2 separate regions of the Scylla paramamosain genome follow, and region 2 is linked to region 1. The links are chromatin contacts, called in public Hi-C maps. All regions are on one chromosome and are shown on one strand. Each heading gives the region's core, a stretch centred on a gene start, on an enhancer-like site or on the middle of the called end of the contact. The rest is flanking DNA. Distances are from core to core; before and after follow the strand shown. Region 1 overlaps LOC135108693. Region 2 overlaps LOC135108749.

Region 1 (7,084 bases), core at 3,426-5,925:
TATTAACAATCTTAACTCTTTTTTCCCTCATTTGATTTAATTACGTAAGCACACTTGAGTTAACCACGTACTACCTGCTTTGTAAACTTTAATGTTCCCGCTTTGAGAATTGTTGACTGTTTTCTGAGGCACCGTGTTACTTGTACAATCATTCCAGAGCCACGAGATTCATTATTCATTCATCCGTGCACCGTTGATTATCAGTATGACTCACGCCTCACCTGCACCACTAGCCAGACACGTGATCCTCAAAGACCAGTCTCATCCTTGCTTCCCTGAGCGTCAAAGGAACTAATACGCGTTCAGTGACTTTTTCTTTTTCCTTTCCTCTTTACACTACTCACCTGAACCAACACACACACACACACACACACACACACACACACACACACACACAGTAACAGGTACACGAGTGGAGGTGACGGAGGAAAAGTGTCATTCATGTGAGGTGTGATGATAACTGAGACGGAGGGGACGTGTGTGTGTGTGTGTGGTGTGTGTGTGTGTGTGTGTGTGTGTGTGGAAAACCCGTCACTTTACTAGGTTACAATCTCTCTTGCCAGCTAGAGAGAGAGAGAGAGAGAGAGAGAGAGAGAGAGAGAGAGAGAGAGAGAGAGAGAGAGAGAGAGAGAGAGAGAGAGAGAGAGAGAGAGAAGAAAGATGAAAAGAGAAGAGAAGAGAAGAGAAGGGAAGGGAAGGGGAAGGAAAGAGAAGAAAAGAGAAGAGAAGAAAAGAGAAAAGAGAAAAAAAATGAAGAGAAGGGAAGGGAAGGAAAGGAAAGAAAGAAAGGGAAGGGAAGAGAAGAGAAACAGTGAGTGGAGAAGAGAAAAAAACATGAATAAAACAAAAAAACAACAACCACAACAACAAAACCACCATCACCACCACCACCACCACCACCACCACCACCACAACAACAACAGCAGCAGCAAAAACAACAGCAAAACAAGACCACCACACAACATTGGCAGTGACAGATAAGCGCGAATTCAAGGATAACCTGTTCGTCTCACGTCCTCTGCATGAAGACGACTCGGGACACCAACGCGGAGAGTAGCACTGGACTATCTCAAGAGGTGGCGGGTTCTAGTAGGTCAAGCCTGATCTTTGCCTGCCTGCCTGCCTGCCTGCCCTTATCACGCCGCCACTCAGCCCGGGGATACACTCTGCTTGAACCAATTGTAGAATCACTGCGATGACATGAAAAAGCCCTCGAACCTCATGTGTGTGTTTGTGTGTGTGTGTGTGTGTGTGTGTGTGTGTGTGTGTGTGTGTGTGTGTGTGTGTGTGTGTGTGATGAGGTCAGTTACACTTAATCTGATGTTTATTTACTAATGTTAAAAAAGTAAAAAAAAGAGCCAGCTTTCAGGGAAATGAGTACATGATTACACATAATTATTTGTCAGAAGAGAAGGGTTAAGTTAATTAAAGTATATTAGTTCTATATATAAGAGTGCCGTCAGTGAAAAACAGTAAAAGTCCATATTTTCGCTTATTTTCAACTTTATGTACTTGCAAAATAAATCAAAATCTCGCAAAATTGCATTAATTACTGTCACTCTTACCATTCACCTTCTATTCTTATCTTGTACACTTTACTTCCTTTCCTCTCGTATTTTCAGTCGATTTTCCTTCTTTCCACCGTCTCCGCACTGCTGGCCTACAAATACAGGAGCAACCAGTCTCTGAGGACCACGTGCTGGAATTCTGATCGCCAACTTTGCCCACTCGGTGAGAGCTTTGACATAATATATCCGATCAATAGGCGAGGCTGAGACCTTTCACACACCACGCACCAAGCCACCCACTTGCCTAAGGAGGACAGTAGCTGCTCGCTCAACAATGAAAATCTGTATTGACTTGAGCTAAGCCTAAGCAGGGCGCATACCTCAGCCTGCCAAGTGACAAACAAGGACACTGACTAATGAGATAGCGAGGTGTGTGTGTGTGTGTGTGTGTGTGTGTGTGTGTGTGTGTGTGTGTGTGTGTGTGTGTGTGTGTGTGTGTGTGTGTGTGTGTGTGTGTGTGTGTGTGTGTGTGTATTGAAATTAAACTCACCAGCTGACCTTTCGCGTCTTGCCAGCCTGTATTAGGTTAGCCTCGCCTCAACTCTCGGCCCAGGCAGGCATGTTTTTGATGGATGGAAGTAGGAAGTGGGGAAGGTAAAGTTGCAAGCCAGTGAGTGACAAGACGAACAACAACGGAGAGAAAGCATAATGAAATCCGCTCTTGTATACATCCACCCACCCACCGACCTACCATCCACCAGCCGTAAGTCACTGAGGAAGCCAACGAACCCATTCACCAGGACCACAACAATAACAAACCGTGGCTGTCATCCCCAAGGTCACACACTGTTAAGACCAGAGAACACCAGAGAAAACTTGACTCGCCGCTTCTTGTCTATACCAGTAAACATGACACTTCTTTTGTTATTTCATTTATACTGTTATTCTTCTCCAATCCCTGCAGGCCTCCAGCTCCTTCCCACGTGCGTGCAAACTTAAAGCGCGTCACCTTGAACCTCGGGAGAGCGCGAGTCGTGTCGGCCAGCCCACAACACGTCAACACAATTCAGACCAACACAACACCCCGCCTCCTCGTCCTTGCCCGCAACCTGCAACTCGCGGCCCAACGGTAGCGATGTCCATGATTTGCATAGTGATGTATGTATGACCGTGCCGGGGCTGTTGCCTTTGTATTCGTTATTTTTTTCATGTGCGAAGACGTGTGTGTGTGGTTTGTGAGCTTAATTAAATGAGTCATGCTATCTTGTTAGACTGTAAGGCATGTAGTACAAGCGATTTTTTTTAGTAATTGGCAAGCGCATAGTGTTGTTTTTCGTAATCTTGACTGTGTGTGGTGTGTGTGATTGAGTCTCTCTCTCTCTCTCTCTCTCTTCTCCTCTCTCTCTCTCCTCTCCTCTCATCTCTCTCTCGTCTCTCTCTCTCTCTCTCTCTCTCTCCTCTCTCTCCTCTCTCTCTCTCTCTCTCTCTCTCTCACCAAAACAAACGGTCCCCACCCTCACACGCAACGTCAATACCTGGAATGAGCAGCAAGAAAGTCCCTCACCCCTGCTTGCTTCATCCCAGCTTTCGTCACCCTCGTCCGCCCCTTCCCTGTCCCAACCACCCAGCCTCCAGCGCGTCCCCAACATCCTTGCCTCACTGATAATGCTGAAGAGTTATCGCTATCACTTGCCTCTGAAAAATTATAATCTAAGAAATTGTCCGTATCATAAATTAATCTTTAGGGAGGAAGGTTATTATATACATTTTTTTTTTTTCTAGATATCTCAACATGAAGTACCACAGAGCTTGTTAAGTGCATGTATGAAAAATGATTACTGTTTAAAGTTTAATAATGTGAGGAATTAACAGAAGGAAAATCATAAATACTTTTCTACGCATTTGTTGTGATTCTCTAAGATTCTTTGAATACTGACGATATGTTGAATTGTAAATACGTCATAGTACATAAGATTCCATGGAAATAGTTTTACACAATTTCCTACCTTAATTTCTAACCCACTTTAATTTCTACATTTCTCCATAAAAATTAACTATGTACCCATACCATCTCCTTTCCCTTTCCGTTGGGCAGCCTCTCGGAGGATTATTAACTAAGCCTCTGGTAATCCCAAAGGAGTTATTATACTAATCTGACGTGATACCCTCCCTGTAGCCCAGAATTACTTACGTCACTGGGAATTACGGTAAACTATATAGGTAAACTACGTCCTGTTTACTACTGAATGAGGAAAAATTTATCCCGTCAGCAAATCATTTATATATTTCATGTGATTAGGAAAAGTAGACAAGAAGCTCCTTACTATCATTATGACGTTTTCTCTCTCTCTGTATATTTCGCTACGTTACTTTACAAACTGCACTAATACACGGCAGAGAGGGTGAAGGTACAGGTAAAAACGAGAATCTTGTGTACGGAAGCAGGTGTCAAAAATAAACATAACTTTGAGACGCGACTTTCCTTCCTTCCTTCCTTCCTTCCTGTTGCAAAAATGTGAGCTATTTCCGGACACTAGGAGCAGTGGCCAGCCCCGTGCGTGCAGCAGCGTGGCGATCATACGGCACTGATACAAACTATAATTATTGTCATGCTCCTTCCTCCCTTATCTCTGAATTATGATTGTATCTCTATAATTATATTTCTGCATGATAATCATCTGGATATAATTACTATTGATATATACGTCTCTCTCTCTCTCTCTCTCTCTCTCTCTCTCTCTCTCTCTCTCTCTCTCTCAACCCAATCCTTCATGCCACTAAAAGAAACATAAGCAAACACACTCCCTACACCGCACACTTCACCACCACCACCACCACCACCACTACCACCACCAGTCAGTCACCGGCCGGCGTCTAGCCAAACACGCCTCATTTTCCTCCCACACTGCAGCGCCTCCAGTACTGCCTCGCACACCTCCACGCCTCACAGGAAACAGGGCCCGCCGCTCCTGATATCTTTCACACCACACGAACACCTGGGCCGACACCCTGGCGCCGCGAAACAAGACAGCACGTGCCACTTACCTATAAACGCCGGGTTGGTGCACTGCCGTCCTCCTCCTTCCTTCCTGATGCCGGGAGAACACAACTAAGCTTATACCGACACGAAACTAAAACCGCGGGAACGTCTTACAAAAGCTAGACTGCTTAACTCAATCAGGAGCCGTCACGTACACGCTTGCTCCCTCTTTTCTTAGTATGTTATCAGTATGTGAAGTACGTTCTGTCACAAGAGAGCAGCTCGCGGTGTGGTGTCCTACCCCTCTGCCGGCCTAGCGCGTACTGGGGGTGGAGGTCGTCTGCTGTGGCTTTAATTTCCCAACCCGGCGCAGGCGCAGTGCCCCCTCTTGTTATATATCATGTTTTATCGGTCCTCTCTTCTCCATGCAGTCATTTATTCAGTTTTTGCCTCAGCACTGCTTCACTCATGCGCATAAACTAAATTATTGGTTGTGATGCCCCAGTGCATCCTTACCTATCCTACACTTGTTATTACCAACACAATGCATTAAGCTTACTTGGTAACAGTGCAAGCAAGCTGCTTTTAGAAACTGATTTTTTCCTGCTTGGTGAGGATGGTCATGCATCGTATGCCACTGAGGCAATATGGTATGTGGGAGGAAGCTGTGTTGTGGGGTGACGGTTGGAAGGGGAGGGGAATGAAACGGAGCGGTAAAAAGTTTGGGTGGAAATTCTCTCTCTCTCTCTCTCTTAGAGAGATTTATTGCTTTATTTATTATCAGCTGTCATGCATAACGTTTCTTATCAGATGTAAGCACTAGGTGGCCTCGACCTCAAGAGAGAGAGAGAGAGAAGCGTTTCGCACACAACATGACCTGCCACCAGCCTACCACCACCCACCTACACACCTACCTGTCCCACTCCAAGCTTTCCAACACTCCCTTCCCATCACCTGCACCCCTCACCTCTCCCGTCCCCCCCCTTCCCCACACCTTCCCGGCTGTCATCGCGCCTCTCCCCATCCCCACCCGTGTCCCCTCCCCGCCCCCCCCCCCGCCCCACAACGCTACCCTCGTCACGTGAGACCGGCGTGCCCGTCACCCCACTACGCAGTATCCACACGGTATTCTCCCCCTCCCCTTCCCTAACTTGGTTTCTGGGCAGCCGCCGCCTCCATGATGGGCCAGTCACATTGCTTCTTCCCAGCCAGGCCCTAGTAACAACCCTGTGACATAGATACTGAAAGGGGAAAGTAAATATTAAGTGCAAGATTTTATTTTATTTTATTTATTTATTTATTTATTTATTTTTTAGTGTTTGCCTACGTGCGTGGTGATAGTGCGTGGGTGGGTTTGTATTGAGAGCAGGCGATGTTGCGTGATACTGTTTTGATGTTGTCAGGACGTAGTACTTATGGTGTCAGATTTTACTTGGTGATTGTGAAATGGTGTAGTCACTGTAGTGTGTTGATTTGAGGTGTGTGGTTGGATATATATTCTGTTGTTGCTTGCATCGTGCGCTTTGAACTACATACGAATGAATTATAACCTGGTGATATCATTGTCTACTACTATTACTACTACTACTACTACTACTACTACCATCACCACCACCACCAACAACAACAACAATAACAAATCAGTGTAGAACAGGAAAGGATTCTATCTCTAAAGGGTCACAAGCGCCGCGCCAAAGTTCTAAATCGACTCCGCTTCTTGCATGATGATGCGGGTCATGAGGCACAGCGAGAGGCACCAGGCCAACCACCGACTGGGTGCTACTACGTAGGGCTGGTGTGGATATGTTTATTTATATTAGGTACTACATAATTTTAACCATAGAACACACGCGCACACACACACACACACACACACACACACACACACACACAAAGTTGGATAAAAAAAAAAATGTTAAGCCATTCATACTACAGAGTCCAAGTTACATATATTCACCTGTTGTTAATCAGGGCTGAGTAAGTATAGAAAATAGTTATGTATAGATTTTTTTTAACCTTTCAATAACTAAAAATATCATCCTAAACTTAGTAAAATCCTCTAAATAATATCCAGAATGTCATTACTGGCTTTACGATACTGAAAGGGTTGCTGAAATACCTAGTATATGTACCATCAACTGCCAAGAAAGTCATCGCTAAAACACGCTGTCACAACCGAGAGAGAGAGAGAGAGACAGAGAGAGAGAGAGAGAGTAACATCAGTTCCCTAGCACAAATATAGCAGTATCTGCGAGGCGTGGTGTGCTGTGGCTGACACGAGTGAGTGGTGACACGAGGATACAAGGAAACACAGGCGAGATATTTCATCCCACACACGTGAATTCCCCAGTCATGTGAGGACCGGTGACCTGTCACAATCAGGTAATTTATATAAGGGACCGGAGAGGTTGGCTACCTTACCTAACCCCTTCTCTCTTTCTCACCAGTCATCTTCCCTTCCTTCTCTTTGACCCACCACATCTAAACATGTGAATGAGGCTGAGGTAGCGAGTTGTTACAAACGGGAAGTTTACATAAGAAACTGGTGAAGTTACCTTACTTTTGCCTTTCTCTGTACATCTACCTACGCTTCCTT
Region 2 (7,084 bases), core at 1,556-4,055, 93 kb before region 1:
TGATGATGTGAATTATGATGTGACTGTTAATGAAGATTGTTGGGCAAGTGGAATCGGCAGCCCACCAATTCTGCACAGCTTGATAATCTGCTCACTGCCTAACAGCTGGCGGGCTGATGATGGCTCTGGTTACCTTCTGCAGAATATTCTCGGGCTCTGTGTCATATACGCCCACTTCTGAAGCCATCACCAGCACTCGGTCTTTGGTGACGTAATAGCGAGAAGGACGCAGACCATTCCTGTTGAAGGGAGAGTTTGAAACGAGGCTGTTAGTGTTCTGCTGTCTGCATCTTGAGGAGGTGTTCTGAACAAGATCCATCCAAAGAGCGAAGAATTTTGTGCTTAAAGACAGCTATGATTCTCTCAGCATCTTGCACACATTTGTCCAGCAGAATCCTGAGAACTTTGAAGGCTTGTTTCTTCAAAATCAGTCATTCTCTGCCATTCACAGCCCACAAGTTTGGTGTTCTATGTTGTACAAGTTTTGAAACACAGATTCATGCATTCAAGCTTGAGGAAGTATTCATCAACAAAAATAATGCAGAGGATGCTTAGGTCTAGCAAAAGGAAATAAGTACCTAAATTCAAAGTGTTCCCTAGAAGCCTTTATAATTTCAAGAAATAAGAAGTGTGGTTAGATGCTTGTTAGTAATTTCTTAACTATGAAAGTAAAAACAGAAAGACTATGAATACGTTAAAAAAAATGCAGTAAAATAAAATAAAAGAAGATAAAGTGTGTGTGTCAAGAAGAAGAATGCATAAGAAGCATTTAATCAACTTAGGCATAAGGATGAAGCAGTGCTATGCATGGTAATATCCAATTAGAGAGTATCAATCTCTGCTATGGAAATGAGCCGATCAACATTATTCCCATCAGCTACAGATTACAAAGATTTTGGAGTGAAAAGACATAATTAATAAAAAATCTGTTAAAACAAGTATTATTTTCATTATCTAAACATAAACACCAGGCTTGCATTGGGTTTTCTTCAAAGGGTGGATCTGAACACAAGCTACATTGAAATCCACATAGAATGTGAGATCCATTCATGGAATTGTTTCCTAGTTGTTCAATGTCTTTCTGGCTGTTGTGTGTGAGTGTGTGTTTGTATTATTAGTTCACATTGACCACAAAGGGGCATTCATGTTTCAGTGCCACACTTTGTATACAGAAAATGCTGCACTTAAACAACAGTTTATAATGAACCATGATTTGTAAATATTCAATGATAGCTTTATAAGTACATTTAAGATAATTTTTACTTAAATTACTGTCATGATACACATATGTAGATACTGATACTTTTTATTACCAGAGCTGATCACCCTAATAAAAAGAAAGAAAAAAATTGTAACTCCAAAGTCACAAACTTCCTGATATTGCAGTTCTGCAAATGCAAATAATATGTATACCTTTCAGTACTGCCACAGTAGGTTAATCTGATTCTAGATACTTACCATTAAAGGATTTAATTTAGTTCAGGTTGGTATTCTTTATAACCTGAGCCTTAAAAGCATTCTTGTTACTCAACCACTACCTACAGCCATGTATCTGTATCATCTATTGCTAGTCTGAGTAATGTAACTACTCTAACTAACAATAAATGATTTTACAAAATTTGGAAACTGTTTGTAGTACTGAATGGAAAATACAAGATAAAATGTAAAATATAGATTACATTTTAAATCTGTACATATTAATATAATATATTTGACTTTCTGTCGAGAACAAGAGTAAGTTTGTGAGCAAGTCTGCATATGTGGGAATACTTCCACAGATGCAAAGTAAAAATTTTTGTATAAAATTTGTTCCAAATGCAAATTTGGAAACAAAATGACACTCCTGCAATTTTGTAATTTGCAATTTGCAGAAGTGATTAACAAAGTGACCAGCTCTGCTTATTTCAGTGAAATCAGATCTTTTAATCATACAAAGAATGCCCCTTTTAATATTTACTTCCACCACCAGACATACTAATGCTTACTTACACAGTTACAATGACAATAGATATTTAAGAAATCATGTGTTGTATATGCACTACCTATTGGAATCAAAGGACATGAGAAGCTGTAATGACTAGTTTTGTGCCTCACAATGTAACACCCCAGTGACATGCATGTTGGTAATGCTTGGGAGACAACACTCTGTAGTGGATCAACACGGCTCAAAGCATGGTCACAGCTCCATAAAACCAACATTTTCTTTTGTAATTTTTACTCATTTTAAATCAATCACATCAGGATGCTTTGATGATCCTGTCATATATAGTGCATATTTCAATTGCAAGCTTAAATAAATCTAATGAGTGATCATTCCTTAGGAACTAATCATGGATGGCTGTAAAATACTGATCAACCTAATTTTAAGCTTAAGCTTATTTATAGACTTTCATTCCATCCAGAACATTAAACATGCCAAACACAGATCATTTTAAGACTTATCAAGCTTCCCGGAAGCTTCTTATGTTGTAATCTACTGTGCATCTACAAGCAAAAATGCAGTAAATATATGCTTTAATTTGAACAAATCAGGCATCATAGGAGCAAACACAAATTCAGGAGAGGGACAGACACAGATGCCAACTTCTGCATGTTATCTTTTGTAGCATGACGCAAACTGGCCCGTGTTGCACCAACCTGTCTTACAGCTAAATACAGTGAGAGAACCCCTCACTGCTTCATTCCTCATGTGCAAGTGTGTCAGGTGTCTGGGAAGGAGAATGTATTAAAACCAGGGTGGAATGGTACCCACCTATCCAGAATTGCTCCAATGTAGCGTCCGTCAGTGAAAGTCATGAGAGCAGGTCCGTCCCAGGGCTCCATGGCGCAGGCTGACCACCGGTAAAAGTCCTTCTTCTCTGGGTGCATCAGCGCATCATTCTGCCAGGCCTCAGGAACCATGGTCATGATGGCCTGGAAAGGGTATGTTTTTGAAGAATTGCAATGCATCACAAGGATAATGATACAAGGATAATAGTGTTCACCATCACCAGTGTTACACAGTATATACCTCACTTCCTTAGGGTCATTATTCGAATTTCATTCCAACACTGCCTGACCGTGCACTCTTAGCTGTAAACGTGAAGAACACTAAAGTCATTGATCCCTCGACATTAATGACTAAAATTCTGTTTTACATAAAACGTTACTTGTTTAACATTACTTGCAGTTCAGTTGAGCTACGTAGCCGAAAGAGGGTTAAGTAGTGGCATAGTGACTGAATTCAGACCATGCCCTTCATCTGTACATTTCGAGTCCGCCCACTAGACGGTCAAATAACAGTCAGTTACATACCCTGATAAATGTTAATGAAGAGTCAGGACGTCCAGTCAAGTAATGGAGCTGTAAAACACTATAAAATGCTTGGTCTCCACTGCTGCAGGCAGTGAGCGGTACATTTGCTTCACTTAATTTAACAAGTTCACTTGCCGCACTTGACACCTCTTTGTGCCTTTGTATTACAGGTCAGATAAATACATTAAAGCCCCTAGACAATAAGGGAGGCATATATTTTACTTCTGAAGGTGTGAGGATATCTATCATATATGGCATGGGGATGCTACCAGCAAGGCATCAGTGAAGGGTACTTTTGAATCCTTGCCACACAGCACAGTCGTTGCCTCAAGTCGGGTAATCTGCCACATTTATTTACACAGTGTTTTGCGTCTTTTTCTACGATCTTATTTTATCTGATCTGCTAAAACCTTATCAGGTGTCAAGTTTTGTAAGGATTGTCAGTATAAAATGGACTAAATATTGAAAGAAAGCGCTTTACAGTGTGCGGGTGACTGCGATGTGTTGTTTAACGACGACAATAATTTTTATCACCTTCTTCTAGTTGTGACTCACCAGTGAAAATGTGAAGTAATGTGTGAGCAAGGTTATTACTTTCGTGAGCATGGTGAGTGAGTGTTTCTCTTGTCTAAACACTTTCCTATGAACATACCTATCACATGAGGGTTCCACAAATTGTCTTTATGACGTCGTTACAGCGTCATTACTCAACCAACTATACAGTTTCATCAAATTTCTGCCTTACAATGTTTCATCCCCCATCCAGTCTACACCATTAGCTGAAAAAAAAAGAAAAAAGTTCTTTGGCTAATATAGTTTTGTGATTTATAATGTACACCAGCTCACACAACACGTGTTGTAGCACTGTCAACTCCAACAATACACTCCTGCAAGAGTCTACATGAAGTCCATCTCGTACACACATCTGCCTGCCGCCTAATCCATTGTTCTGCATGCATTTAAAAAAAAATTACATGAAACATCACATCTTGTTTACAAATATTTGTTTGTCAGTAGAAAGTACAGGTTATAAATATTAATACAACTTCGGTAAATACAGGTATTCACTCTTTTTCAATAAACTACTAATACTGTCTGTATATTTACGGAGGGTTCATAAATATGCACGAGGCTTTGTATGTATCACTGGTCCGTGTTCTGTTACAACTGGATATCAACAGACGATCTGCAGGATAGGTCACGGTCTTCTTTTATTACAATGACAGACTTTGATGCAAGATGCCAAGATCCTGCGACTCACCTTTGCTGTCGTTTTCATTACATTATCGTGTTGTTTGTAAAGATACTAACAAGAAGTACGTAATTGTTTTGAGAACACGCAAATGTATTCTTAAAAAAAGAAAGATCAAGGTAAGAATGTGTTCCTATCGCTTCATAATATAAGTGGACATGTTGATTTTGACATAAATAATAGAGAAATTGTAAAAAAAAAAAGAAGAAAAAAAAAACAATAATCAGTACCACATTTTCTTTTAATTTCATATTCAGATAATGTCATGTGGCTGATGGTATTGCCTGCGTCGTGAAGAATGCGTTTGCCACTCGGTACTTGTGGCAGCACATGCATCTCCTCTTCCGTTACACGCATTTCTAATGTTTCGCAATTAATAAAGAGATTTGGTAGCATGAAATTAAAATGTTGCTCTGTGATAATAAGGCTGAGTTTTATAATGGACATTATTCCCGTTAGCACAATATTTCAGCAAGCAATCTTGAACACCAATACCTGCAATGGTTGAAAAATGACTGCTTTTTTTTTTTTTTCTAATCTGAGATCACATCAACTACTTAAACTTCATTCAGTGTTCAAGAGTTCAATTGCGCGCATGTTCTCAAATACAATCAACTAAAAATATATAAATAAATAAATTAAGCAAATATGTTAATAAAAAAAGGATTTGGAAGCTGCGAATTAACGACAAAAATGAATACTGTTATAGTATAATGAGTTTACAAATCAACACTGACCTCGGGCAGGGAGCGGCCGCCAGCCATCACCAGAAACTCGAGGCAGCAGTCCACGGCACCGGAGTCAGACAGGTTGGGCTCCACCACGGGGTACAGCTTGCTCAGATCACTCCCGAATTCCTTGCTCTTCATCACGCCCTCCCTGGCCTTCATCAGGTTCACGTTCCCTCGCAGAGTGTTGATCTCACCGTTATGAGCCATCATCCTGAGCAGAGGCAAATATTACTACTAGTCTTTACGAGTATTAAGCATTGCAAGTTACATGGAGTATAGTTGGTGATACTTTTTTTATATATCTACTACAGGTTTGGATTACTTTTAATTGGAGCTACGAAGAATAGTGATATAATGCAGCGAAACCCATGAATACTTTACCTGAGGGGGTGCGCGCGCTCCCAGGAGGGGAAGGTGTTGGTGGAGAACCTCGTGTGGACCAGCGCCATGTAGGTTGCGAAATCGGGATTCTGAAATTGTGAAGGATTTTCTTTACATTATACTACTTACTTGTAACAGTGTATCTTCAGTCCATGACATTCTGCAGCAGCTAACTGACCGGAATCTAATCGTTGGCTGCCCACAAATATCGCTGCATGTGCAGAACTAAATATACAACAAAGACCAAACAAAAGCTTGCAAGTAACAATTCATAACTCACCTGCAGGTCAGAAAAGTAGGTCCAGAGCTGGTCTGATGTGAGCTGTCCCTTGTAGACGACAGTGGTGGTGGAGAGCGAGCAGATGTAGAACCTGGCGCCGGGACGCACCAGGTTGTGGGTGGCCTGCTTCCTCGCCATCCAGACCTGGGTGGCAAGGTGAAACGATGTATGGGCGTTTATGAAGCTGATGGAAGAATATGTGAAGATATATACGAATTTACGAAAGGCAAACATCAATATATACGTAAGGTTACAAGAATTTACAGAGGGTGGAAGTGAAAAATAAAAAAAAAGGTGAGTGAAAAGTAAAAAAAAAAAAAAAAAAAAAAGTGAAATTACGAAACAGAGTCAAACTGAATGAACAAAGGTAACTTAATAACCCATGAAAATGAAGAATGGTTCGCAAAGAATACAAAAGGCTTCCCCCTGTCTTCAGGAATAACTGCAACCAGTACTCCCTTGTACTTCAGAGGGAAGGAACTTTCGATCTTACGTTGCCAAGACCATTTGCTCTCCTCTTTGCGACTCACTTTGGGTAATACGCGTTGCCCTAGACATGAATCACTGTGTACTTCAAGAATGAAGTTAGAAGAAGAAGAAGAAGAAGAAGAAGAAGAAGAAGAAACGAAAAAGCATCGTTTCCTACTACTCAGCGGCAGTGGCTAAAGGGTGTTTGGTCCTTCTACGCCCTCACTTCATACGAATAGCAGAAAACAGAAGTTCGAGCTATCTGTCTGACAGCCTATCACTTACCTGCCCATCTATCCATCTACCTATCTACCTACATCTACCTACATCGACACGTCTATGTCTATTTGTCAATCACATGAAAAGCTACATTTGTCGCGTCATAACCAGTGGAGCTCCGGTCTTACATTTTCTAATATGCTGCAAGAAACTAAAGCCTGTCTAGACTAGAGGGATCGCGTTACGGGGATTGAGATACAGCTGATCAAAATTCATCGAAGGTTCACGTAGTTTGAAAGGCTGGGTTTGAATATCCCGACGTATAACACCAACAGCAGCGCCTTCACGTACATTATCGGTGTTGGCTCAGACTTTCAAATCACGCCCTCCCCCATTCTTCTCTCCCGTCCCCTCCTTCAGTCAGTGGTCCTCATCTCCAGCTCCCTCACTCTCCTCCTC

What was found. A called contact is a pair of places that touch in the nucleus more often than the background predicts.
Region 2: a Hi-C map of testis shows a contact between it and region 1, with 2.7 times the contacts expected there. The contact joins two enhancer-like sites. A contact is called at or near these places in 2 of 2 Hi-C or Micro-C datasets (muscle and testis).

The regions. Positions count from the first base shown.
Region 1 is chr2:4,415,197-4,422,280 of ASM3559412v1, reverse strand. LOC135108693 reads right to left here. Exons shown (of 8, transcript XM_064019829.1): 8 at 5,755-7,084. Among protein-coding and RNA genes, the nearest start is that of LOC135108693, 19 kb to the right of the region's middle. Within about 2 kb of position 4,675, the one cell type or tissue checked has an H3K27ac peak away from gene starts, as active enhancers do.
Region 2 is chr2:4,506,397-4,513,480 of ASM3559412v1, reverse strand. LOC135108749 reads right to left here. Exons shown (of 40, transcript XM_064019831.1): 6 at 5,939-6,082; 7 at 5,659-5,747; 8 at 5,284-5,488; 9 at 2,753-2,913; 10 at 134-239. Among protein-coding and RNA genes, the nearest start is that of LOC135108812, 24 kb to the left of the region's middle. Within about 2 kb of position 2,805, the one cell type or tissue checked has an H3K27ac peak away from gene starts, as active enhancers do.